Regions from separate parts of the Mus musculus genome. Here all the other regions are linked to region 1. A link is a contact called in public promoter capture Hi-C data. All regions are on one chromosome and are shown on one strand. The core of a region is the stretch at or near the end of the contact, and the rest is flanking DNA. Distances in the headings are between cores, read along the strand shown. Region 1 holds the start of Polr3c (polymerase (RNA) III (DNA directed) polypeptide C). Region 2 holds the start of Rfx5 (regulatory factor X, 5 (influences HLA class II expression)). Region 3 holds the start of B230398E01Rik (a long non-coding RNA gene). Region 4 holds the start of Psmd4 (proteasome (prosome, macropain) 26S subunit, non-ATPase, 4). Region 5 holds the start of Cers2 (ceramide synthase 2). Region 6 holds the start of Arnt (aryl hydrocarbon receptor nuclear translocator). Region 7 holds the start of Notch2 (notch 2).

The links. Promoter capture Hi-C pulls out the DNA fragments that hold promoters and counts their contacts. Capture Hi-C pulls out chosen DNA fragments and counts their contacts.
Region 2: a contact with region 1 is called in a promoter capture Hi-C map of adipose tissue, with 2.7 times the contacts expected there. The contact joins the promoter of Rfx5 here to the promoter of Polr3c in region 1. A contact is called at or near these places in 4 of 39 promoter capture datasets (the C10 cell line, liver and pre-B cells), 2 of 115 datasets of contacts at active chromatin or transcription factors (bone marrow-derived dendritic cells and double positive thymocytes) and 2 of 9 other capture datasets (adipose tissue and liver).
Region 3: a promoter capture Hi-C map of adipose tissue shows a contact between it and region 1, with 5 times the contacts expected there. The contact joins the promoter of B230398E01Rik here to the promoter of Polr3c in region 1. A contact is called at or near these places in 3 of 39 promoter capture datasets (liver, neutrophils and pre-B cells) and 2 of 9 other capture datasets (adipose tissue and liver).
Region 4: a contact with region 1 is called in a promoter capture Hi-C map of liver, with 8 times the contacts expected there. The contact joins the promoter of Psmd4 here to the promoter of Polr3c in region 1. A contact is called at or near these places in 4 of 39 promoter capture datasets (erythroid cells, liver and neutrophils), 1 of 115 datasets of contacts at active chromatin or transcription factors (bone marrow-derived dendritic cells) and 1 of 9 other capture datasets (liver).
Region 5: a contact with region 1 is called in a promoter capture Hi-C map of liver, with 2.5 times the contacts expected there. The contact joins the promoter of Cers2 here to the promoter of Polr3c in region 1. A contact is called at or near these places in 3 of 39 promoter capture datasets (liver, neutrophils and pre-B cells) and 1 of 9 other capture datasets (pancreatic islet).
Region 6: a contact with region 1 is called in a promoter capture Hi-C map of liver, with 4 times the contacts expected there. The contact joins the promoter of Arnt here to the promoter of Polr3c in region 1. A contact is called at or near these places in 1 of 39 promoter capture datasets (liver) and 1 of 9 other capture datasets (liver).
Region 7: a promoter capture Hi-C map of cranial neural crest shows a contact between it and region 1. The contact joins the promoter of Notch2 here to the promoter of Polr3c in region 1. A contact is called at or near these places in 1 of 39 promoter capture datasets (cranial neural crest), 1 of 115 datasets of contacts at active chromatin or transcription factors (bone marrow-derived dendritic cells) and 1 of 9 other capture datasets (adipose tissue).

Annotation. Positions count from the first base shown.
Region 1 is chr3:96,725,702-96,729,270 of GRCm38.p6, forward strand. It overlaps Polr3c (polymerase (RNA) III (DNA directed) polypeptide C), which reads right to left and starts at 1,738. Exons shown (of 15, transcript NM_028925.1): 1 at 1,648-1,738; 2 at 133-298. The coding sequence starts at 279. Rnf115 (ring finger protein 115) reads left to right here and starts at 1,910. Exons shown (of 9, transcript NM_026406.3): 1 at 1,910-2,209. The coding sequence starts at 2,108.
Region 2 is chr3:94,952,431-94,955,999 of GRCm38.p6, forward strand. Rfx5 (regulatory factor X, 5 (influences HLA class II expression)) reads left to right here and starts at 1,678. Exons shown (of 10, transcript NM_017395.3): 1 at 1,678-1,821; 2 at 2,585-2,716; 3 at 2,922-2,955; 4 at 3,316-3,398. The coding sequence starts at 2,604.
Region 3 is chr3:94,986,664-94,990,232 of GRCm38.p6, forward strand. It overlaps B230398E01Rik (a long non-coding RNA gene), which reads right to left and starts at 1,794. Exons shown (of 4, transcript XR_003954666.1): 1 at 1-1,794. The region is part of intron 2 of Pi4kb (phosphatidylinositol 4-kinase beta); the gene reads left to right.
Region 4 is chr3:95,040,755-95,044,323 of GRCm38.p6, forward strand. It overlaps Psmd4 (proteasome (prosome, macropain) 26S subunit, non-ATPase, 4), which reads right to left and starts at 1,860. Exons shown (of 10, transcript NM_008951.2): 1 at 1,754-1,860. The coding sequence starts at 1,779.
Region 5 is chr3:95,313,540-95,317,108 of GRCm38.p6, forward strand. Cers2 (ceramide synthase 2) reads left to right here and starts at 1,651. Exons shown (of 11, transcript NM_029789.2): 1 at 1,651-1,806. Anxa9 (annexin A9) reads right to left here and starts at 1,641. Exons shown (of 14, transcript NM_001379545.1): 1 at 1,264-1,641. It overlaps LOC115489748, which reads right to left and starts at 2,257. Exons shown (of 2, transcript XM_030252979.1): 1 at 2,218-2,257; 2 at 1,205-2,025. The coding sequence starts at 2,257. The coding sequence ends at 1,223.
Region 6 is chr3:95,432,379-95,435,947 of GRCm38.p6, forward strand. It overlaps Arnt (aryl hydrocarbon receptor nuclear translocator), which reads left to right and starts at 2,012. Exons shown (of 22, transcript NM_001037737.2): 1 at 2,012-2,183. The coding sequence starts at 2,159.
Region 7 is chr3:98,011,559-98,015,127 of GRCm38.p6, forward strand. Notch2 (notch 2) reads left to right here and starts at 1,980. Exons shown (of 34, transcript NM_010928.2): 1 at 1,980-2,213. The coding sequence starts at 2,141.

The DNA.
Region 1 (3,569 bases), core at 488-2,987:
ACTGTGGTACTGACCACAGGGCAGACGGTCTCTGTTCATACTTTCTAGGGGAAGGAGTTCTCCTGTCCAAAGGTACTTGAAGGAAATGATTGAAGAAGTTGAAGAGGAACAGACTCTCTTATCTAAACATACCTGGTCCAGGGATGCTTTTGTGTCGTGGGCAATTACTCTAAGTGGCTGGCTTCCAGTTCTGACTAGGTGGACTCCAATTTTTTCTACAATCTCACCAAAATGCTCTTGCAGCAACAAAGAACACAGTTTAATCTCTGCTTGAGTCATCGTTCTTAGAGCCTCAGAACTAGGAAAGAACAACAATATAAATTCACATATTTTTTTTCTAGAGGGCAACTTGACAATATAAATCAAACCCTCTATATATTAAGGCATATATTTGCCTTAATATTTATAAGTTGAGATCCTTTGTTCCAAGGATGTAGTAAAAACCATGCCATGAGTTCTCTTCACAATACTGGCATTGACATAAATAATCTAGCATCTATCAATAAATTATAGTATAACCTTAAGAGAGTATACTATGCCAACATTTAAAATGACTTCATACAATATAACTACCATAAAATATTCCTAATGTGTTGTCATTTAGTAATTGCAATGGTCAGATATGATGGTGTACACTGCCTGTAATTCTTGCACACAGGAGACCAAAGTCAAAGAATCAATAGTTCCAGGTCAACCTGGGCACAAAGTGAGTTCAAAGCCAGCCTGTGTTATACAGCAAGACTCTGGTGGGTAATACACCCACCACCCACCAAAACAAAGAACTAGAAAACTAGACATCAAATTTGTTTTCTAAAGCCAGGTATGGTGGTGCAAGCCTACAATTTCAGCACTTAGGAGGTGGAAGTATGAGGGTCAGGAGCTCATGGTTACATATTGAGTTCAAAACCAGGTTGGCTACATGAGATCCTATTAAAATTAAAAAAAAAAAAAAAAAAAAGGCAAGCCATCCTCCCCTATATATGCCATTTATTTTAATGGGAATATATGTGGTTTGTGGTTCCAATAATCTTTAAAGACTGGATTCATCTCGGTATGGTGGCTAACATCTGTATTTCCAGCACTAAAGCTAGAAGACTGTCATAAACTGAAGGCCAGCCTGGGCTACATAATAAATACCAAGCAAATCTGGTCCAGAGTGAGACCTTTAAAAGCAAAGGGGGAGGGAAAGTGCGAATAACTTTCTGTCACAGATACAAAGACCTAAGGCTCATGACCCAGTGGGGTACAACTTATTCCCAAGCCATAAACCACGACTTAGATAGATAAAGTAAAAAAAGAGCTTCTTAGGGTATTTCAATTAGGAGATGAAGTTATGTTCCATTGAGAACCATATTAAATTTTTACATCATGAGACACAAGCAGGAATGGGTGTAGTTGATTTTGAAATTACCTCCCTATCACAAGCTCCAACTCTCTCGAACCTAAATTTTTGTCCCTCTTGCCACAGTGTCGCAGAGAAGACTATTTCACTTAGCCACACACACGTCTTTGGAGAAACATCCTTAGACCAGTTGCCATCCTTGAATGCATTTCCTGGCTCCTCTCCCTTCATGCAAGTTTCTGTTCCGGACTTTGTTTCTTGGCCCTGAGTCAGGGCCTCCTCATTCCGGCAGCGTTTTCACTAACCTCAGGGTCGGGGCTAATTTAGAAGCTCCAAATGTTGTCCTCCCGAGGCCAGCAGCCTCAGCTCATGAGCTTCCCATCGCCCCTTCTTAGAAGTAGAGCACCATCCAGGCGGACGCGGAAGGGTCAGAGCACGGGCCGCTCTAGCCGACAGTGTCGGTGGTTTCCGGGGACGCTCTTTCTCTCCTCTCGTTGGGAGGCTGGAGGACCGGCCAGGGGCTGTCTGAGGTGCCGGCGGGCGGGCTCTCCTCTGCCTTTGGTGCCGGGAGGCGGGCCTCGGGTCGCGTGGCCGCTGGCGGGCGGGCCTCTCGGGGCCGGGCGGACTCACGTGACCCTTGCGGGCCTCGGAGCGGCGGGCCGCCCAGAGGAGGCGGCGACGGCGGTGGCGACCGCAGCACGGGAGGTAGCGGCCTGGGGAGGGACCGCCGGCCGCCCTTTCGGACATCCTCGGCGGAGGCGAAACATGGCGGAGGCCTCGGCGGCGGGGGCGGACGCGGGCTCCGCTGTCGCCGCACACCGTTTCTTCTGCCACTTTTGTAAGGGCGAGGTCAATCCCAAACTACCGGTAAGAGCCCCGTGTGTCCCGCGCTCCGGCGCCGCGTAGGTCCTTGGCTCCTAGGGCTGGAAACCGGGTCTTAGGCTGCCCGCACACCCGTGATTCCCTTGACACCGGTGTTCTCGGTACCTGCTGCCCGCTGTCTCCGGGCACTGGTCGCAAACCCTGGGCATCAGGGCCAGGGTCCTGCCTATCCCTCATTTCCGCGGCGTCTCCAATCAGCCCCTCATTTCGCTTCCGCTCTTTAATACCACCCCCATCTTTTTTTGTCTCCTCGGTGAATTCTCGGGCAAATCTGCGTCCAATTTGCTCTCAGTCCCCTTCCTTGTCTTTTCGCGATGACCTATCCCCTGTACTCTTTCCGTTTTTGCGGCTCACCTACTCTTTATTTTTCTTCCCACTTCTCAACCAGATCCTCCCCCCTTCTGCATCCTCAGTGAGCCGAAATAGCATATTGCTGAGGACTTCTTAGTAGGTTTTGTTGAAGTACAGAAAGAGGAGGTTTGGAAGGTAACAGGGAAGAGGGAGATTTTGTTCTTCAGTGGTTTTTGGGTTCTTGTGAAAGTGAAAATAGCAGTGTACCAATGACTTGCAGACTGCGCTCCCTGTTGCTATCGAAGGAAATGGCTTTGGGAAGAAGGTAGGACGTACTGTCTCAACTTATTTTGGATATCACGTTGCCAGTGTCTTTAGCTCCACTTTCCTAGCCCACCCCCTCCATTTTTTTTTTTTTTCTGCCCAGGAAAACAAAAAAAGAACAGAATGTTGGGACTGCTTTCTCTGATATAAAATTGGCTCTGCCAGGCTGTCAGCCAATAGAGAGGTAGGGCTATGCTTTAAGAAAAGGTTTCTGCAGCATGCTAGCCAGTGCCAGCGCCCCCAATTATAATAAGCCTTTTTCTTGTTCGGTGGCGACATTTCTTAAAACGAGTGGCTATGTCATAATTTATTTTATAATCACAGTATCTTGAATACATGGTGTCTTTCTGTTTTTTGTTTGCTTTTTGCACCAAAGTCTCACCATGTTGTCCTGGCTGTCCTGGAACTTGCTTATTCGGATCAGGCTGGCCTAGAGCTCACAGAGGTCTGTCTGCTTCTGCCTTCCTAGGGTTGGGATTAAAAGTGTGCACCGCCATTCCTGGCTTTGAATACACTCTTAAGAGAAGGCCGACTAAGTTTCTGTGTCATAATTAGCTATATCTACTGTGGGTTGGTTTCATTTGCTGCCTTTGCTTTATGCTGATGTGCTGTCTGCCATATTTCAACTTGGGAAAGTTTTTTCCCCCAGCATATATTAGAACTCACACTCTAGAGAGGGAGTCTGGAATTGAGCCACTGTGTGTGTAAGATCAGTGACATGTTATTGAAT
Region 2 (3,569 bases), core at 428-2,927, 1.8 Mb before region 1:
AACTTGTTTGAACTCATTACCTCTTCCAAAGGAAAGATTCATGTCCACTTCTCACGGTAGGGGAAATGGGGGTCTCAGTCCGGGTGTGGGGACAGACCACGAGCACCTCCATCTTCCCCCCTCCTTTACAGAAGCACACCAGTCAGAACTGGAAATATGACTTGGGTGTCACATCTCTGCTGTGACAAGACTGTTGACCCGGGGACCACGAACACTTGAGAGAGGTACAAAAGCTTGCCCGTGCATTTTTCATCACGATTTCAACAAATCTTAACAAAGAGGGTTAAGCACCTGAAGGGAAAAGTTATCACAGTACTAAATTCTTTTTTCCTCTACTTGACCAAAATTCCAGTGTTCACCACCAAGCAGGGAACTCCAGGAGTGTGCCCCCTAGGAAGGAGATGAAGTACACCCAGGAAACGGAAACATGAATAGGCAAAGGTGGGCAAGGAGAAAATACAGAGGAGGACTAGAGGCTCAACAGACAGGCTTTATTCTAGAGCATACCTGCAGAGGGGGTGGGGCCAAGTGTCTAAAGTGGAAGGACCATACCATTTCCTTTTGTGTCAGCAGTTGCTATGGGTAGCGAGACAGACAGGGTCAGGCAACCAATAAACATCTCCTGTGGTTTACCCAGGTAGGAGGGGTAGGGTGAGGAGAAATCTGGAAAATGAGTTGGCATTAGCTTTGGCTTAACTAGAACGGAGGCACTTTATAAAATGGCGATACCACGGCTAACAACAGAGAAAAAAACATTTTCTCTTAATGTGGTACAGCTGCTAAGGATTTGCAGATTCTTTGTGGAATGAGGGGAAGCCTGCAATCCTAGAGGCTGTTGGCCACAGGGATGGGTAAGCAAAGAGGGAAGGACGAATGGTTCAACTTGTGTTATTTTATTTTATTAAAGTTACAGGACTTTATAACGAATTTCCATCAGTAGACATCATTTTCTAGCAAAAATTTAAAAATATCACCTACTGATTATTTCGGACAGCTCTGACAACCAAAGGCAACAATCAAACATGGTAGCTATCTGTGGCCATTCCATTTTGTAAAGCTCCCCAATTTTGTTTAAACAGAGTTCCTGAAACCTAAGAAATTTGGTTCTCACAACCAAAGTAACTTGCTTTTATAGATTCGTGCTTTCCACGTCCTTATCGACGCCCCAGTAATAGAGTTGTTTGGCTTTTTTTTAATCAAACCTTCTTACATTTTTAACTCATCTTATTCCCCAGCTACAACTAGCCAATCACTTTCCTACCCTGTAACTCCTGTCTGTGGTTCTTGGATCCTAGACGGCATCTACGTAAATCTTCCCAAGTAAAGCCCGCGGTCGATCCCTTATCCTCTTCTCGCTGATTTTACAACGCACAGGATCAGAAAGCAAAAGACCAGATGCTCCAGAAGCAGCCAAGCGCCCGGGCTTTCATCCTGCGGTCCCTTTAAGAACAGAACCCTTTCCGGGCCCGCAGACCTAACCGACCCCAGTTTTAACCGAAACCAACCTGGACTTCCCCCTCTTGACTCAAATAAGACTAACTTTGGATTTTCCCTCCCCTCTCGACCAATCATATTCTGTTACCAGGCAGACTTTCACTGCCTTCGTCTTGGAGGCAGCAACGGCCAATCACAGAGCAGGCCGTGCGTGTATCCAGGCAGATCGCGGCTGGCATAACCATTCAGAAAAAGGAAAAATAAAAGCAACGCACGAGCCCGCCGGCTGGGCACCGTGGGGCTGGGCAGGAGCTGAGGTAGCCACAGGGTAGTTTCTCTTTCTCTCTCACCTATCTAATGTCCGTGCTGGAAGGCGACGGTTCCGAGGTAGGAGGGGCAACAGCACTCCGGAGCTAGCAGGACCAGCTCCTTGCCCCTGCGCACGTGCCCGAATCTGGGACCCTGTTCCCCGCAGGGTTTCCTGCGCCCAGCCCCCTGAGTTCGGAGACCTAGCCCAGCACCTGGGGTTGGGGTGGAGGGGCCCGAGGGGAGTGGGGACGCTTCGGAGTGGGATGTCGTGGGATGACGTAGGGTCCGCGCCGCGGCGAGGGGGGCAGCGGGGGAAGCCGTGGCGAGACTCAGTAATGAGAACTTGGGCCCAGTTTTTTTCAAACCTGGAAAGGCCGAGTATGTTTGTATCCCTTCCGACCTTCCAGGCAAAATCAATGGCGAGGAGTCTATTAGAGGATCGGAGAACTTTGACTTGTCGTTATAGGTGTTGAGGGGGGGCGGCTGGAGGGGCTTGGGGGGGGGGGGGCTGGAGGTGTTGCAGCACTGGGAGAAATTGTAAGATTTCTTTTAACGTGGACTTCTCCACCCCTATCCCTTCCCATAACAGTTTTCCAGATTTGGGAGACTTCAAAAGGTGGGACATATAGAATGGAGATGTCAGAGATCTCTTTGGGTATACAAGGGCCTGATAAAGTAACAGAATAATTCTAATTTTAGAGAAGGCAAGTGGTGTGGAAAACCACTGGAGGAAGCTTTGCTTCTGTTTGTATTTCTGGGTAGAGACAGGAGGACTGCCTTGGGGTCTCTAGGAGAAAGGAAGCTTGGTAGTAGTTAAATCCTCAGCGATCTCCTCTCTCAGCTGTAGCCCTCATGCTGGGATGGCAGAAGATAAACCTGATGCTAAGAGCCCCAAGACTGGGGCAAGGCCCCAAGGTGGTGCTGACGCTGGAGAACCTACCACCCTCCTCCAAAGGCTCCGAGGTACCATTTCGTAAGTAATTGTCTCTGTCTCCAAACCCTGTTCCAGACCCAGCTGTAGATCCTTGTTGCCCTGCACTCCTTCCTCAGGCAAGTGTTTCAGAGCAGGCAGGCTGAGGTCTGTGGTCCGTAGCTGTTTGGTCCTTTTTCTGTCTCTAGCAGTCAGACAAAGGGATGGGGAAACCTTGTGACCTCCAGCTTTCTCTTCTTCTCCACAGCAAGGCCGTGCAGAACAAAGTAGAGGGAATTCTGGTAAGCATGCTGGGAAGGGACAATACAGGTGCCATCGCTGAAGGGTAAGGGTGATGTTGATGTGAGAGAATAAAGGTTCATGGGGGAGAGGCGGTGCTGTCCACGTGTGAGGATCATACTTTATCCTTCTGTGACCTATGTAGGAGATGAAATCAGACCCAGCCCCTTGCCCTTTCTCCCGTTCTCTCCATGACAAGCCCATAAGGTTGCCAGCACAGTGAGCACCCAACCTCAAGTCATTTCTTAGGTCCCCTTTCATTCTGACAACCTGACATCGAGTCAGCTGGTATGGTCGAGCTCAGAAGATCATTCACTGGACCCGTGGCTTCATTTCTCCACCTCTGTTCCCTTCTGCCTCAGCAAGAAGTACAGAAATTCTCGGACAACGACAAGCTGTACCTCTACCTTCAGCTCCCATCGGGGCCCAGCGTTGGCGAGAAGAGGTACTTTGGTGGTAGTGTTTATATGTCACAGGTTCTGATTTTGAGTCTCACTGTATTGAGTCAAAAAGTAGGAGATGAGGACGAGGAGGCTGGAGGGATGGCTCAGGGGTTAAGCACACTGGCTGCCCTTGGCAGAGGACCCGGGTTGTGTTCCCAGTACCCACATGGTGG
Region 3 (3,569 bases), core at 544-3,043, 1.7 Mb before region 1:
TCTAACTTCTGCTGCAGGATTATGGATGGCTCTGAGAGGCAGGTATTCTATGAGTGTTTAAATCTCTAGGGTGGGTTCTCCAGTTGCCTTTCTTCCCCACCTGGCTCCTCTTGGGTTACTAGATCCAGAAAAGGAAAAAGATCACACTTCCTGAGGCCCTTCTGGGTTATCTGATGCTGGAGTTAAGTGAGGCACTTAACTCCACTGAGGCTCCTTAGGAAATAAACATAAATACCGCTAGGTTTCTAGGCATGGAGACTTCAGCTTAGGAATTACTGCCAGTCCCTTTCGATATTTTGATGATATGCCAATTAACTAACGCCTTTGTGCTTGAGGTACCAAGGGAAATGGTTTCCCTTTCTTCCTCCATTATATGAAACATTCACTAAACAACTAGCTGTTTCCCTGTACAGTGTGCAAAAGGATGGAGGATAAAATACTGTTCTTGGACTAGGAACTGATAAAGTTTAACAAAGCTCTAGCTCCAATATAAGGATCTAGTTAGTGTATATCTTGATTAAAAAGTTTACGGAAGCATTAAGTATGCACGTGCCTTACTAAAATGAACTACACATTTTTCTAAAGCCCAGGCAAGACATTGTATAGGAGAATTCCTGGGTGTGCCCTGACACTGGCTCCCAGTCTTGGTTGTCCTTGCGGGTTCTGGTTAATCCCGTGTTCCTCCCACTATGGAGGAGCTCCAGAAGAGTGAAATGGGGGCTCCGGGAGAGAAGAGGCCCAGGGCTACTTTCTTCCTGGAGTCTCCATACAAAACTCTTCTTCATTGGCCAGATCTCACAGAAGTTTCCATGTTCTTATGAGGATTCCTTTATGTTCCCTACAGACTCACATACACCCCCCCCAAAAAAGCAGTTCTTAGCCTCAATTTTCCTTCCTATTTGTAGCCAAATGATAAATATTTTGCCATAGAGTTGGCAAGGTGGCACAAGAATCAGAGAGTGATTTAGGAACCAACCCTTAATCACACCCTCCCCTACATAATGACACTTCAAAGAGATTAGCTTTGTCTTTTCAGGACTGTAACCTTTGTACAGAGGCATCTGCTGCATGTCACACTGGAAGCCTTTCCAGCCTGATAAGGGTGTGATGTCAGCTCCTGGCTTCAGCTTCACTCCCTGAAGCTGACTCAGTACAAGTGACTCAGGCCCAGGGAGTAGGAGGAGAACAGATCATGAGACCCTACTGTCTGCCATGGACATTAATGAGCCCACTGGGGCCTGTCTGGGAGAGGATCAGCTAGGCCAATTTTCTGCCTTTTTTCTTCTGCAACTAGCATAAGTATAGAAGTTGGACCAGCAGATTATAACAGATTCTGACATCTTCACTGCCTCTTTCCTTCCCACTTCTACCCAAAGTAGAAGAGTTGTAGCCTTAGCAGGGTGTTTCCAAGTGTGACTACACCCTGCAAATGATCTTCTGCCTAAATTCTTGAGGAAAACCCAAATGTAGTGCCTCTATCAAGAACTTCAGTCATAGAATTGAATTAAGCAGAGGCTTGAAATGCTAGCTATAGAACAGAGTGCAATGGCCACTGCCTTCTTGCTCTAGGAATTCTCAAGACTTTCCTTTAGTCCAGACCCCCCTCTCTTGCTCCTGTTCCTGCTGCCTGCCCAGGTAGGATATAGTGTATAGAATCCAGGATGGATGGCCCAGTCCATGAGTGCTATTCCACGATTACTGAAGGAGCTGTCCCTCACTTTGTTCCCAGATACCAGCTAGCACAGGGGAGGGATGTTGTTTATTTTGTAATTTTTTATTTGTTTTCTAAGAAAGACTCAGTATGTAGCCTGGGCTAGCCTTGAGCTCTTGATCCGCCTGCCTCAGCCTTGTAAGTACTGAGGTTACAAGCATGTGTTACTGCCCTCAGCTGAGGTGATATTTAGATTATTGGGATCTAAACTTTGGGCTGGAATCAAGATTGCCACCGCCCTTCTAATTAGCTTTCTCAGGTGGATTTAGTTAGGATCTAATTGTCCAACATACATCAAAAAATACAATATATTTAGTGTCATGTGCAGTAGCCTGATAGTAAGCCTAAGAAGGTTTGGAAGAGATAAGACTGCATTTTTTGAGCATCCAGCCCACAGCTTTCAGGTTCATGGGTTTGGGATGCCCTTTGTCACACAGGTTCAAGGTTGGGATTAGGCTTCCTAGGGTGATCGCAGGGCTGACTGAGAGGAGTTTAGCTCTTCCTGAGATTACCAAGAAGCTACAAGAACATCGACTTTGTACCACAAGGGTCTTGCAGTTTTTGGTTGTCCCCTTGAGGACAGGGTTGGTTGAAGGCATGTGAGTGAGTGGTATGAAAGAAGTGAGCCTCTAGGATTTTGATCTAAAAGGAAGATTTGTTCAGGTAAGAACAGGAGATAAAACAGAAAACAGAAGGTGCCTTGGCCTTCAGCTTTTGATCTCAAGGTCTGAGCTGGCCTTCCAACATCCCACAGATGTCTAGACTCTGGGCAACTGGCAGTTTCAGGCTGACTGTCTTTCACTAAAGCAGATATAGCTGCACAAGAGAAGCAGTTATGAACCAAGTTGGAGCTAAATTCTTTGCCTTTGTCTCTTTCCCTCCCCCCAACCCCACCCTTTCTTCCCCTTGCCCTCTGGCCCTTTCCCAGGAGCTCTCCTCCAGCACCGAGAGTATTGATAATTCATTCAGTTCCGTAAGTGGGGCCAGGCTGGGACTGGGTGGCAGGCTCCACACGTGGCCGCATTTCCTCTCCGTCCCATGTCTTCTAAGACCAATGAAGACCCCTTTGACTCCCAGAGATTCGTATCTCCCTGCCAGGCTTTCAGACCTGGCGGCATTCCCTCTGAGCTTTAGTGCCCTGACAGGCTCAGCTGATCCTTTGCTCACAGACGGCAGCTGGAATGTTGTGCTGCTTAGTCCTAGCCCCTCGGTCTCTGGAGCAAACAGCTGGGAGAGGTAGAATTTACTCCTGGATTAGAGCCAAGGACTGCTTGGCAGAAACCTCCAGTATCCCATTTCTCCCACCAAGAACCCTTTCCTTATGGCTTCTGCCATCAGCCCATCAAATATTTATTCAGTTTTCTAAATGTTAGACCCTGTGCTGGCTGAGCCAACTCCAAAAACAAACAGGAATTGGCCTGAGGGAAAGTTTTACCTTCCCACAACTGGTTTTCCTTTTTTAACTTCCTTTCTTTCAGGTTTGAGTTCTTCCCATTCCCCAGTTCACTGCCCAGGATATCCCTTAATCCCTGTTCTCTCTCCTTATTCTCTCTGGACTAACCCATGACCCTCCAGTCCTGTTACAGGGTCTTGGACCTTGTTCCTGGGCAAAGACGTGAGAGGAAATGCTGGACCCTCTGGGAGTTTGGATGATATATATATATATAAATTTAACTTTTATTCCTTGTCTACCCACTCTGTTTTCTAGTTCCTGTGCTGATCCTCTTTTAATCATGATCCCTTCTCCTCCCGTGTGGCAGAGCCTCTCTTTTGGAGGCCTGGGGTCATATCCAGTATGGTTTGGTAACAGGGGACTACAACAGAAAGGCTAATTTGAGAATGGAAAAGAATTCTGCCT
Region 4 (3,569 bases), core at 610-3,109, 1.7 Mb before region 1:
TGGGTAAGAGCACCCGACTGCTCTTCCGAAGGTCCAGAGTTCAAATCCCAGCAACCACATGGTGGCTCACAACCATCCGTAACAAGATCTGACTCCCTCTTCTGGTGTGTCTGAAGACAGCTACAGTGTATTTACATATAATAAATAAATAAATCTAAAAAAAAAAAAAAAAATTAAAAAAAAAAAAAACAAAAATATAGGACTTAAAAGTTAAATTTTAATTTCAGATGAATAATGAGTAACTTTCGAGATTTATATTTATTGTTTTTAGGTGTGTGTGCGGGCACCTACAGAGATCAAAGGCACTGATCTTCTGGTCCTGTCAAGAAGGCAGCAGCGAGGGGCGTGGTGGCGCACACCTTTAATCCCAGCGCTCGGGAGGCAGAGGCAGGCGGATTTCTGAGTTCGAGGCCAGCCTGGTCTACAAAGTGAGCTCCAGGACAGCCAGGGCTACACAGAGAAACCCTGTCTCGAAAAACCAAAAAAAAAAAAAAAAAAAAAGAAGGCAGCAGCAAACAACATGGGTGCTTGGAACCAAACTCTGTGCTCTTACCCACCCAACCATCTCACCACCCTCAACAAGTAACTATTTTGTTGTTGTTTTTGTTTTATTTTACCACCTTTTGAGACAGGGCTTCTCTGCATGTCCTAGAACTTGCTCTATAGACCAGGCTGGCCTCAACCCCTAAGAGATCCACCTGCCTCTGCTGCCCAAGTGCTGGGATTAAAGGTGTGTGCCACTACTGCCCGGCCCCAACAAGTAACTTGTAAGAGCAATATTTGGGTTGGACTTAAAATTCCCTTTCATACTAAAAAATCACTCATGATTTGCTTGAAATTCAAATTTAACTGGGCATTCTGGTAGTCTTATTTTGAGACAGAACCTTGCTAGGTAGTCCTGATCATGAAAACTCCCTGTCTCATCCTCCAAGTGCAGGAAACCAAGCTTAAGCCATCCTGCATTTAGGTGGCAGTGCTAGCCAATCTCCAAATGAAAACATGGGCCTAGTGACTCAAGTTTTTAATCCTACATACTCATTCCAAGTTCAAGGCCAACCTGTGCATCTTCTCAAATAGCGACTTCAAAGCCAGTCTGAGCTACAGTGTCAAAGCTCCATCTAAAACAATAATGATGACAAATAATAAATGCAATCCAGGTGTGTGATGAGGCTCATTGGTAGAGCACGTTCCCAGCGTTCACAATGCTCTGGATTCAATTCCCAGAAAACACAAAACAAAGTCCTCTTGTAGCCCTGAAAAAAAATATGTTCTCAGCTTTCTATTTATTTTCTTGTCCTCAGTTTCTAATCTAACTCTTAATAGGTACTCATCCCAAGTATAAACCTGATAAAACCTAGTTCATCCTGCTTATCACGGCCTCTTAATTTGCTGTGTGACTACAGCGGATCCCCTAAAGTCCTTCCGACTCATTATGAGACAAGGACTATTTTCCAAGAATGCGGTTGTGAGGTTTACATGCGATAAAGTACAGAGAAAAGAAAAACTTGGAGGCGAGTGGAGGGGGCAGTTGGCCTCTGCTTTATGGGAGACCTGAAATTCAGGGAAGGGAACAGGAGTTCCCGGGCCTGCGTTCCTGGGCCGGGATGACTCAGGGAGTCGTCTGCCAGAGTCCCGCGGGCCCCGAAGCCACATCTCGCCCGGCGACCCAGTCCCCAGCCCAGGCCCTCGGGTTTCGGCGCCACGCGCACCAACAACCCAGACGCGCCCCCCAGCCACGTCCGAAGCTCCTCACCAAACCATAGTGCTCTCCAACACCATCTTGCCTCCTTCCCTCTGCGGACCGGCTCCGGGACTGACAAACAACAGCACCTCCGATTGGCCTGGTGCTCATCACCAATCAAAGAACTCAGTCTTCATGCTGCCCCGCCTCCGCGCCCCGCGGTGTGTTCTGGGACTTGTAGGCGCCACAGAAATGGAAAGGTTGGTTATCCAATAGAGTTGGCTACCTTCGCAGCAGCTTCCGGAACAGCTGTAAGCTCTCTGCACTCGCCTGGCAGCAACACTCCAGTGTGAGGCAGGAGAGCTGTAATTTACCCCCTCTTCTGCTCTCTTTCTTTTGTATATTTGGGTTTTTGATTTGTTTTTGTTGTTACGGTTTGAAAAAGGATGACAGCAATTCGCTGTGGAGCTCAGGCTAATAAACTCTATTGCTTCACCTCCCAGTGCTGTTTACAAGGGGCACACTCATGCTAAGATCTGAACTGCAATTTCCAGGCCAACGTGGGCAACATAGCTACTACGTAGTGACACTGCCTCGAACACATAACAGACACTCATGAGTGCATACACTACTGTGGATATGTCAGTCCAAGCATAATCACTTAAAAAGTGTGTCAGCATCGTTAACCACATTTTAACTTCCTGTTTCCCATTGCACTGTGTTTATGCAACTGCTACAAACACTTGTATCCTCAAATTCGATTTACCTATCTACTGCCTACCAAAAAAAAAAAAAAAAAAAATCTATGCAATTCCTAACTCCAGTATTGAGTCTGACAGGATGAAGGAATCCAGAAAAGTTTTGACCAATTAAAAAAAAAAAAACAAACCAAAAAAAATTTTTAAGCGTTTGTGTGTGTATTCAGGCCCTGCAGAGGCTGGAAGAGAATATCAAATCCGGAACTGGAGTTCCAGGCAGCTGTGAGCTGCCTGTCTTGAGTTCTGGGAACCGAACTCTGGTCCTCTAGGAAGAGCAGTAAGCGCTCTCTCATAAGCACTGAGTCATTTCCCCAGCCCGCAGTAAACACCATGTAATCACCCAAGGAACGAAGGATAGCCAGCAAGTTATTTTGGTTTGTTAATTAACCTTTAACACCAACCCTTGGGAAGCAGAGGCAGGCATCTGTGGGTTTTAGACCAGCCTGATCTATATAATGAGTTCCAGGGCAGCCAGGGTTATACACAATAAGACCTTTTCTGGGGGTCAAAGAAAAGAAGACCTGTTGGCACTTGCCTGCGATCCCACCTATATAATGGAATGATTACAAATTCATGGTCATCTTGGAAATTTAGTGAGAGAATTCTCAAAAATAAAAAGGGAGAAGGGCTTAAAAGATGTCTCATAGTTAAGAGTCCATCCTGTTTTAGTAGAGGAGTAGCATTCTGTTCCCACCATCCATATGGGGTGGCTAACAGCTGCTTACAATTCCAGCCCCAGGGGACTTGATGACTCCTTCCGGCCTCTGTGGTTATTCAAGTAAACACACACACACACACACACACACACACACACACACACACACCTACACACACCTACACATACACACAGCGAGAAAGAGAGAGAGAAACATATATACACACAGAGAGAACATACACAATACACACAGACACCTTAAAAAATAAGAACTTAAAAATGAACGAGTACCTGAGGAGGGCCTCAGTGGTCAGTGCTTGCTGAGCACAGCCAAGGCCCCAATTTCAACCCTTAGTAAAAATAAACAAACCCCAACACTACCAAAAAAAACCCCACAAAGTTCTGCCAGGCAATGGTGGTGAAGGCCTTTAATCCCAGTACTCAGAGGCAGAGGCAGGCCGATCTCTGAATTTGC
Region 5 (3,569 bases), core at 401-2,900, 1.4 Mb before region 1:
TCTCACTGCAAGGACCAAGTGGGCAGACAGGCTGGAAATCATCCACTGCCTCTCTAACTCCCCAAACAGACAAGATCGAGAGCCAAACTCTCACACTAGAGTAGTGAGGTTACATCTCTTCCTAAGATCACAGGCAAAGCCCTGGTGCTAGAAGGCAGGCATACATTGTGAGGCAAGCCTCTGGCACAGGCTTAATGATGACAGACAAACGGCGGGGCTGGAGAGATGGCTCGGCGGTTAAGAGCACAGGCTGCTCCTTCAGAGGACCTGGGTTCATAACAAAGGCGGGAGAGACAGCTCAGCTGTCATGTTCTTACTTACAGAGGACCCGTTTGATTCTCAGCACCCACATAGCTGCTTACAACCTTATATAACTCCAGTTCCAGGGAATCTGATATCCTCCACTGACCTTGTTGGCCACCAGACATTCGTGGAACACATGCATACATTCAGGCAAAACACTCACACACATAAATTTAAAAAGAAAAAACAAAACTATTTTATGAAGGTTTAAAAAAAAACATAGTCTCCCAAATGCTGGGACTGTGCTTGGGCATGAGATGTGAAATTGCACCAGGCAGGGTTTTGGTTTTGTTTTGTTTTGTATTTTTTTTGGTTTTTCGAGACAGGGTTTCTCTGTGTAGCCCTGGCTGTCCTGGAACTCACTCTGTAGACCAGGCTGGCCTTGAACTCAGAAATCCGCCTGCCTTTTCCTCCCAAGTGCTGGGATTAAAGGAGTGCGCCACCACTTCCCAGGGGATAGTTTTTAAAGCATTTTTTACATGGAAGAAGCTAAGCTTAACTCTCCCGGTTAAGGGTCACTTGACAACTTAGTCAAGTTCTGTCCATAATGGGAGTATGGGAGATGGGAGTTAAGGCTGCTGGGCGCTTTCTCTCTCTCTCTCCCCCCCATCCGTCCCCTTATTTATTAATTTATATGAGTACAATGTGGCTGTCTTCAGACGCACCAGAAGAGTGCATGGGATCCCAGATAGTTGTGAGTGACCATGTGGTTGCTAGGAATTTAACTCAGTATCTCTAGAACAGCAGTCGGTGTTCTTAACCGCTGAGCCATGTCTCCAACCTGCTGCTCTCTTCTTGAGGCATAGATTTTATGGGACTATTTAAGGGAAAACAGGTTCTAATACGAAACTGATCACGGCTAACCATAGTGTAGCCTGGAGTACATTTTACAAAAGGTTTGAGTAGCTCTGTTAGGACTCTAAACAGCAGGGCTGGGGGAGGGGGCATTGTGGATCTCACCGTAGGGAGCATCGGGATCTGTGCAGGGTTTTCTCCGCGTGCACCCTTCCTCTGATGCCCAGTGAAGCCGGACGATGGGATTGTAGCATTCAACCCGGGGGTAAATCATGGGCTGAGGTCGCCGACCACACCAGGGCCGCGGGGTTGGGCAGAGGCAGCCAGCTCTGAACTGCTCTGGGCTCAAGCACCAGGGGGTCCCTGACCAATGTCCGGGTGGGCCGCAACCGCGCCACTCAGAGACCCAGGCGCCCTGCGGGGCACGTGCCACCCGCCCCGTCGGGGCTCCTCCGCTCCATAGGCGCAGCGCAGGGTTCCGGGCACCGGGCCCCGCCCGGCCGCGGCCCACACCCAACTCAGCTCCGCTACTGGGCTCGGCCTGGGCTCGCCGGGGCTCGGCGGGCAAAGGAGGAAGGAGGGAGGGAGCCGCGGGCAGCGGAAGGGGGAGGAGAGGACCCGGCCCAGTCAGTGCGCACCGGCCGGGCGCTAGAAGTGGGAAACGGAGTAGCGGCGCCCGGGCCGGAGCAGCTCTGCACCGGACGCCGAGTAAGTCTGTGCGCGGGTCCGCGAGGGTGGCGGGGCAGTGACGGGCGCGGGGGCTCAGGGTGCAGCTCGGAGGGAGCGGGGCCTCCACCGGCTCATGGCGGCCGGCCTGCCGGAGGGCGGGCCGAGCGCTGCTGGAGCGGGCGATCCGGGCCCGGCTGGGGCCTCGGACCAGAGAAGGCCTGCGGGGCAACAGGTAGGGGGACTGGGGCCGGGCGCTCGCTCAGGATCCATGGTACAGACGCCCCTTTGTTAGGAGTGGAGCAGTAGCGGACCTTCGGTGCTAGAAGCCCCTGCGGGCCCGCGTGCGTCCTGGGGCCTGAGTGTGGAGGCCGAGGAGGAACGGTGGCGGCCCCTGCTGTTGCTGCTGTTGCTGCTACTGCTACCGCCGCCGCTGCCGCCTCTGTTTCTGACCCCCTTGTGCCCATCCCAAGAGGGAGGTCAGAGTGTCCATGTGCCTAACGGGAAACAGGAAGGAGTACACTCTTTAGTGTCTGTCCCGGCCCCAAAGGGCTCACATTCCTATACCGTTATGGGGCGTGTTTGGCCAGCTCTGGGTTGTAACTTGCTAATTACAGGCCCAGAGGCCCTCAAGTTAGTTGGCTACCTGCAGGTGGGTGGCATTTCTTTTTAGCCTGAGCTTGGGAATTCCTGTGCCTAAGCTGCACTCCTGGCATCCAAACCAGATCTCACTTATCCGAGTTTCCAGCCTCAGCTGTCAGGGTGTTCTAAGCGCTGTGAGGTCTGGAGTGAGCCGGTCTTCCCCAGAACTGAGTTAGGGAAGGCCTCCCCCAGAAATTACTTCTGTTTGTGTGAGAGCTGGGGTAGGGGGTCACTTCCCATCCCAGAGCTAAGGTGACTGTCTTGCATTTGTGATGGGGCCCCTAAGGTCAAATATTCCGTTCCTTAGGTCTTGTTTCTGGCCACATAGTGCCTAATTTCTAAGGGGTGTGGTGTGGTGTGCTGTGTGTGTGAACTAGTTCTGGTGCCTCTATTCTCACTGGAGCCTCTGACTAGGTTTCTCTCTGTCGCTGGCCACAGGGAGACTGACATTGTACAGTTCCTTTCAACACTACCCCATTTGCCGCTGCTACTTCAACCTACTGGCCTCTCCCTGTCTCTGGAAGGCATATTCTTATATAGTGTTTGGGGTTGGAGCAGGGAAGTTTGTGAAACATCCCAGAGAAGCCTGAGGCCACGGTTGTCACAGCCTCACCCCTTAGCTTTACCAGAATCTGCCCTGTATTTTTGGGCTCATACTTTAGCCCGAAGCAGTTGACTTCTATTGCTCTTCAATATCTAGAAAGAAGTTCTTTTTTTTTTTTTTTTTTAAATGGTTGTTGATTTTGTTTTTTTTTTTTTTTAGATTTATTTATTTCATTATATGTAAATACCATAGCTGTCTTCAGACACTCCAGAAGAAGGCATCAGATCTCATTACGGATGGTTGTGAGCCACCATGTGGTTGCTGGGAATTGAACTCAGGACCTTCAGAAGAGCAGTCAGTGCTCTTAACCACTGAGCCATCTCTCCAGCCCTAGAAAGAAGTTTTTTGTTTTTTGTTTTTGTTTTTTTGGTTTTTCGAGACAGGGTTTCTCTGTATAGTCCTGGCTGTCCTGGAACTTATTTTGTAGATCTGGCTGGCCTTGAACTCAGAAATCCGCCTGCCTCTGCCTCTGGAGTGCTGGGATTAAAGGTGTGCACCACCACGCCCGGCTCTATGTCGCCTTCTTAATGGTTGCTCAGACTTGAGAGCCCTGTGAAAC
Region 6 (3,569 bases), core at 762-3,261, 1.3 Mb before region 1:
CACATTCACATAATTAAAAATAAAACTATTCAAAACCCCAAGAAAATGTCTAAACAAACCAACCAAACCAACCAAATAACCTAAAGCAAGCAAGCAACCAACAAACGAGAAGCCAGCATGATGTCACTGCGCCTCTCACTGCACCTCTTTTTAGTGAATGGGAGTTAGTTCTCTCCTCGAACCATTGTGTGGCTTTTGGAGAATCCAACTTCAAGTACCTTTAGCTCTTGAGCCATCTTGTCAGTTCTACTTCTAAATGTTTTTAAAATTTTTGTGTATGTGTGAGTGCACATGTTTTGGTGTGAGGAAAGTTGAAGATAATTTGCAGGAGTCCTCTCCTTGTGTAAGTTCAGAGCATTGGATCTTGGGATGTTAGGTGTAGCTGTGTAGTGGAGTCGTCTTTATGGCTAATTAAAAAAATTTTTTTTGGTGAATCAGACTGACAACAAGCCAAAGAGTAGTGCCATATGCTTATAGTTCTAACATTGGAAGGAGAGGGTGAATTCAAGACCATTTTCATCCTCATAGTGAATTTGGGGTCAGTCTAGGCTACATGAGACCTTGTTTCAAAGAACAAAATTACCCTCCTCCCCCCAGTCCACATATACATGGTGATGAATATAATAGACTTTGGGTGTTAGTTTCATTCACTTTGCTTCTCACTACTGGATTAATTTGCAAGGTGGCCTTTGTTTCATGTCTTTGGTTTTTGTTTGTTTTTGAGATAGTGTCTTTCTATATATAGCTCCTGCTGTCTTAGAACTCACTATGTAGACCAGGCTGGCATTGAACTCAGAGAAATTGGCCAGTCTCTGCCTCCTGAGTACTAGGATTAAAGGCATGCATCACTATGCCTGGATCTGTTTGTAGTTCTTTTTTTTTTTTAAATATATATTTTTAAGATTTATTTATTTATTTTATGTATATGAGTACACTGTAGCTGTACAGATGGCTGTGAGCCTTCATGTGGTTATTGGGTATTGACTTTAGGACCTCTGCTTGCTCCAATCAACCTCGCCCACTCCAGTTGGTCGGCTCACTCAGTTCCTGCTTTCTCTGGCCCAAAGATTTATTTATTATTCTAAATAAGTACACTGTAATTGTCTTCAAACACACCAGACGAGGGCGTTAGATCTCATTAGGGGTGGTTGTGGGCCACCATGTGGTTGCTGGGATTTGAACGCAGGACCTCTGAAAGAGCAGTCAGTGCTCTTACCCGCTGAGCCATCTCTCCAGCCCCTGCTTGTAGTTCTTGATTTGTAAAATTATAGAATTTATCTCACAGTGTTTTGAGTCGACATTGTCTGTTCTGAATTGCTCAGTTCTTATAATTAGACATTACGTCTGTGTGTTTACTACCTTGTCATTTTAAAAAAACTTGTGACATAGGACACCTCACTTTTGGAGGGCAGAGAAAGGGACTAGTTTCATTTTGTAGTACAGACTGGTCTTTGCATTCTGAGTTCTGGAATACTTGTTTAATAAAAATTCTTTGTTCGTTGTCTCCATTTCAAATGTTGGCATCTTTGGTACCACGTAATCACCCAGCTTTTTCCTACCAGCTTCAGAGCCAACTCTTAAGAATTAGTTATCGGACTTTTACTAGTGACAAAAGTTCATAAAGAAAAAACAACCTAGAATGGATTAGTGATCCCTGTGTTAGAACCTATAAAGAGGGTTTGCATAACAAATCGTCTGTAGGAAGCATATGCTGATGAGCCCACTAAGAAAGAAAACATTTTAGTAAAATGCTCGTTTTCTTTGCATTTCACTGACGTCAATTTGGTTATGAATCTCTGACGCCGAGAAGGCCGGATTAGGGAAACAGCTGGTTGGCTTCCTAGCTCAGGCTTCCTAGCACTCCTCGGGTCACCGGACTCACTGGCCGAGTCACTAGCCCGGCCTCTATGGCGACTTACTGTTTCTATTGGCCAGTTCTCCCAGGGAGGCTGTCTGGAGACTGACCGCGCCCATAGTTTGGGGCGTGTCTTCTGCCCAGGATGGGGAGGGGGGTGGGCGTCCGCCATCTTGGATTCCGCGGTAGCGGTGGCGGCGGTAAGGTGCCTAATCTGCGGAGTGGCTCTTCCCTCCCCTCCCCCAGCTCGGTGGCGGCTGCCCCTCCCACCGAGGGTGGCGCAGGGACGGTGCCATCTCGACCATGGCGGCGACTACAGCTAACCCAGGTGAGGCGGCAGAAAGGACTGACAAGTGCGGAGAGCCAGAGCAGAGCAGCAGGGCCGTGGCGTTCGGGTGTTGGGGGAGGGGTGTCGAGGAGGCGCCCTGCCCGGAGGACCTGGGGAACGGGTGACGGGTGTTTGGGGGCTCCGTGCCCCAACTTCTGGAGTAGTGGTGGCGCTTGGCCAGCGTCTCCACTCTGCCTGCGGTGTTAGGGAGTGTTGTGGTCTTTTAACCCTCTGCCAGCTGATGTTCCCCTGATGCCTAGTAAGTAACTGGGCAAACTGACTTGGTGTAACTGCGAGCGTAAACTGGGCTATAGACGGGGCCACGTTGACGTTTTGCAAAGTCTTGCTTGATTCTACACTTGGTTTACATTTAAATGGAAAACTTAGTTCTTTGAGAATCTGCTCAGATTCTTGTAACTCCTATACTTTGAAATTTAGGGTTTTAGCGTAGTTATTAGTGTCTTGCTGCTGAAGGCAGAGGTTTGGGTAATGGTAATAGTTCAGGACAGGTCTTTAGTCCAGAACCCAGGTTTAAATCTTGTTAGGTCGAGGTGGAGCAACTCCTGTTCTTTCAGAAAAATGTCCCGCGCCATTTGTCTGTGGACGTCCTCTTGCTTGTTTGTCTGTCTGTCTCTGTCTCTCGTTCATCTTATTTTGAGTCTTGTCTCATTCCAGCCCCCGGTTGACTTTGGATCACTGCAGTCTCCCTCTCAGTCCTTTCTACTGTATTCAGTTACATCTTAGGAAGTATTTCATTTTAGTTGGGCTAATTTACCTTGTTATTTTCCAACAAAGTAAATCCATCATTTCCCAGAAGTCTGTATCATCGAAGAGTTTGGAGGGAGGGTTGTGTAATATTGGTCTCTGCTATTTCACATTGAACTTTTAAATTTTATCTTGTTAATGTACTATATTACAGTAACAGGGTACACACACGTATGTATATACATACACACAATAGCTGAAACACTGGGAAATGTATTGTTTTCCCATTATTTTTGGAAACAGCCTTTTTTTTTAAGAGAGAGAGAGAGAGAGAGAGAGAGAGAGTCCTAGAACTTATATGTAGCCCAGGTTGGCTTCAAATTCATGTGTCAATATCAACTTTAAAAAAAATATTTTTAAGCTTTAGAAATTATGTATATGATAATGTCTACTTGTGAGTGCAGGAATGGGAGGAGTCCAGAATAGGGTGTTGGATCCCCTGCAGCAAGAGTTTCAGGCAGTTGAAAGCCCCGTGATGTGGATGCTAGGAACTGACATTAGGTCCTAGAAGAGTAACACATACTCACAACTACTGAACCTTCCTTTCAGCCCCTGAATATCAGTTTTTTAAATCCTAAATTATTATTTTTTTTACATGAAGATGAAGTAAATTGTCAGGAA
Region 7 (3,569 bases), core at 730-3,229, 1.3 Mb after region 1:
GTAGAGATTAGACTGGTAACACCATGGGTGAACAAATGAAAGTTAATGTTATTACTCTTCTTTAAACACATGGCACAAGCAGAAATTGCCTAGTGATTTTCACTAACTATACTATTTTTAAATTTAAATTTGGTTTTATTTTATGTGTATGGGAGCTTTGCCTGCGTGTATCTCTGTCCATCATGTGCATGCCTGGTGCCTGTGGAGCCCAGGAGAGGGAAGTGGATCCCTTGGAACTGGAGTTGCGGATAGACGTGAAGCACCATGTGGGATGTGGGTGCTGGGGATTGAACCCAGGTTCTCTACAAGAACAGCAACCACTGAGCTATCTCTCTAGTCCTCAATTATGCTACTTTTTGAAAAGAGCTTCTAGGGTCCCAATGTGACCGTTTGCAGTAAGTACTAGCTTCTCTTTCCCAAGGTAATGTATATGTGTATGTGGTATATTATTATTTGTGTTTGGTATAAGGTATATGTGTGTGACATATGCTGTATGTGTGTGATATATGGTATATATGTATGATATATGCTGTATATGTGTATGTATATATTCATGTGTGTGGAGGTCAGAGGACATCAGATATCCTGTTCTATTACTCTCTAACTTATTCCCTGGTTGGGGGGGGGGGGATCTCTTACTGAACCTGGAACTGGGCTACCTGCTAATTAGCCCCAGAGATTCATTTAACTCTACTCCCTACAGCTGTTTGAGGCATGTGCATAGTCAAACCTGGCTTTCACTGTGAGTGTTGGAGATTTGAACTCAGGTCCCCGTGCTTGCACAGCAAGCACTCTTTCCCGCTGATCCATTTCCTCAGACTCTATAGTGCTTATTAAACTGCAGTTTTAATGTTCACACCCATTTGCACTTGCTGAACGGTATTCTGCATTCTAGGTCACCATCTACTAATTGATAGGCACTAGTGATGAAGGCCATGATCCTGGGCCATAAAGACTTCCCCGTGTAGTCAAGACAGAAATACAAACAGTCCTGTGTTACTTATGCAATTCCTCGTAGTTGCCAATTTCGTTCTACAAATGCATTTATTCCTAAGACAGATCACACCCTCCACTCTCCCACTTTGGAAATTGTTAGTGTAATAGCTTTATCTTTTAAAAACTATGCACACAAACGTCCATACAATGTTCAGTGTTGTTTGGAAACATTTATATGTAAATGGCATTCTTAGAGTCTCGCTCTGCGATTCGTGTTTTCATCATCATTTTGGTTTTACGGCTGACGTATATGAAGATGGTATTTTCAATTGTATTGCACTTATAATTATGCATTATTCATCTAGTCCCTAAGGGTGGGGCATTTAGGTTACTCTTCACTCGCAGCTATTAATAGGTTATAAAGAGTATTCCTGGTTCTTCTTTCTATTTTCTACACCTTTGACTAGAGTTTCAAGCTCCTGCTGTCTCTTGAAAGCCTCCCCTAAATTCTTCTAGACCCTAGAGCGGACGATTCCAGTGTCCCAAGCACCTTGCTACACGAAGTTCACTAAAAGAACCAAGGATGGGTGGGTGGATGGACGGATGAATGAACGAAATGCCCAGAGCATCTTAAGGAATGTCCTCTTAAGAGTACTTTGGCGCCTTTGCCCTCTGCCTTCCGTTGACAGTCTCGTTTTTGCTCTCCCTCATTCCTCTAACCAGCCAAGAAGTGTGTGGGTGGGTGTGTGGGGCATGAGGTCTGCCTCTCTCTACAAGTTCAGGACCCGGGTAAACCCTAGTGTTTGATGTTGGGCGCTTCAGCCGCCCCCCTTTCCGAGCTCATGGGCGGGCTCGGCGGTCGAGCGGGCGGAGTACGGGGTGCTGCTCACTCAGATCCCTCCGCGCGCAGAGGACCGGCGCTTCTTTCTGCGGGAAACCCCTGGGCGCGCGGCGGCGACGGGGGCGGAGCCTCGCGGTGGGAGGAGGCCGAGGCGGAAGGACACGCGGGCCGCCCAGCCGCGCGGCGCAGCCAGAAACTTTCAGCCAAACTTCGGGCGGCGGCCTGGCTGCGCGGAGTGCAGGGGCGGCGCAGCGGGAGCTCCAGGACTCAGCGAGCCGCGGGGGCAGGGTAGAGCACGCGAGAGCCGGGCTCCTGGTCGGGACCCGCTCCCCATGCGGATCTGCTCTGGCTGCGGCCCCGAAGATGCCCGCTCTGCGTCCCGCCGCGCTGCGGGCGCTGCTGTGGCTCTGGCTGTGCGGCGCGGGCCCCGCGCACGGTGAGTACCGGGCGCCCGGGAGACCATCCCTCTCTGTCTCTGCGCTACGGGGACTGCGTCTTCCAAACTGCCTCGTCCGGGCCTCGAGTCTTGGCAACGCGTAGCGTCCCGGGTTCCGCGTTAGCGGGGTCTCGGGCGAGCAGCTCGCGGGCCGAGGTGCGAGTGTGGTCGGGAGGGCGGCGGGGGCTTGCGGCGTTCCCAGCTTTTGACACCCGGATCGGTCGGTTTGTCCGGAGGAGGAGTTGGGCGTGGGGCTTAGGTCTTGGATAGGTGGAGGCAGCAGTGGGGGAACTGGTGTGGCAGCGTGCTGAGCCACATGATTGAAAATCTCAACTGCTGTTATTCTTTCCGAGGCGCGGAGCTCTGCTGCGGTTCCAGTGTGCGTCCAGCCCCAGGAATGTGGTGTGACGATCCCCAACTCCTCCAACCTGGCAGCAGCTTGCTGCTCTTTTGGCACCGTTGGGGGTGGGGCAGGGGCAGGCGAGGAAAAGTGGAGACGTTGCTTGATCCGAAGTGCTTGCTTAGAAAGGCTTGTTATGGTGGGATATTCCGTGCCCCCTCGCTAACTTGGTGGGAGCCAGGAAAGGAAATCGGATCATATTTTACCCACTCCACCCACATCTTTAGATTTTACATTTCTTTGGAATGTTGTATGGAAAGAACTTCGGCTTTGGAGTCCAGCTCTGTAATCCTGGATTCAAATCTTCTGTATTAACTCACCAATAAAATGGGGATGAAATTACCCAGCTAATAGGATTAATTAAAAGAATGTATATTAAACCCGTAGCACTTAAAAGATGTTCAGAAAAGTTGTTTCAGGGCAGGAGCAGCGGTTTGGTCTGTGCTTCCAATGGGGCTATGTCTTGTACTGGTTTGAAGTCTGTGCTTCCAGTGGGGCTATGTCTTGTACTGGTTCGAAGTCTGTGCTTCCAGTGGGGCTATGTCTTGTACTGGTTTGAAGTCTGTGCTTCCAGTGGGGCTATGTCTTGTACTGGTTTGAAGTCTGTGCTTCCAGTGGGGCTATGTCTTGTACTGGTTTGTTGAACTGGTAGGGTCCCCCTTTACTCAAGAACAATTAACTTTTACCAGAAAAACTCTAGTACATTTCCTCAGAGAAGGGATGAGTTTCAGAAAAGTATGGTCTTTGTTCATTGTAACAGGCAGCTGACATGCCAATCGCAGATGCTTTGAGGAAGACTCGATTATTTATCACCTGCAAACAGTGCTGGGCTGTCCAGCATCAACCAGATACTTTCTGGAAAATTAGAATGTCATACATTGCTGGGTCTGTAGGTTTTCAGAAGTGGACCAGGATTGAATTCAGGATTGAATGGTTCCCGAAAGTTTTCCTCAAAA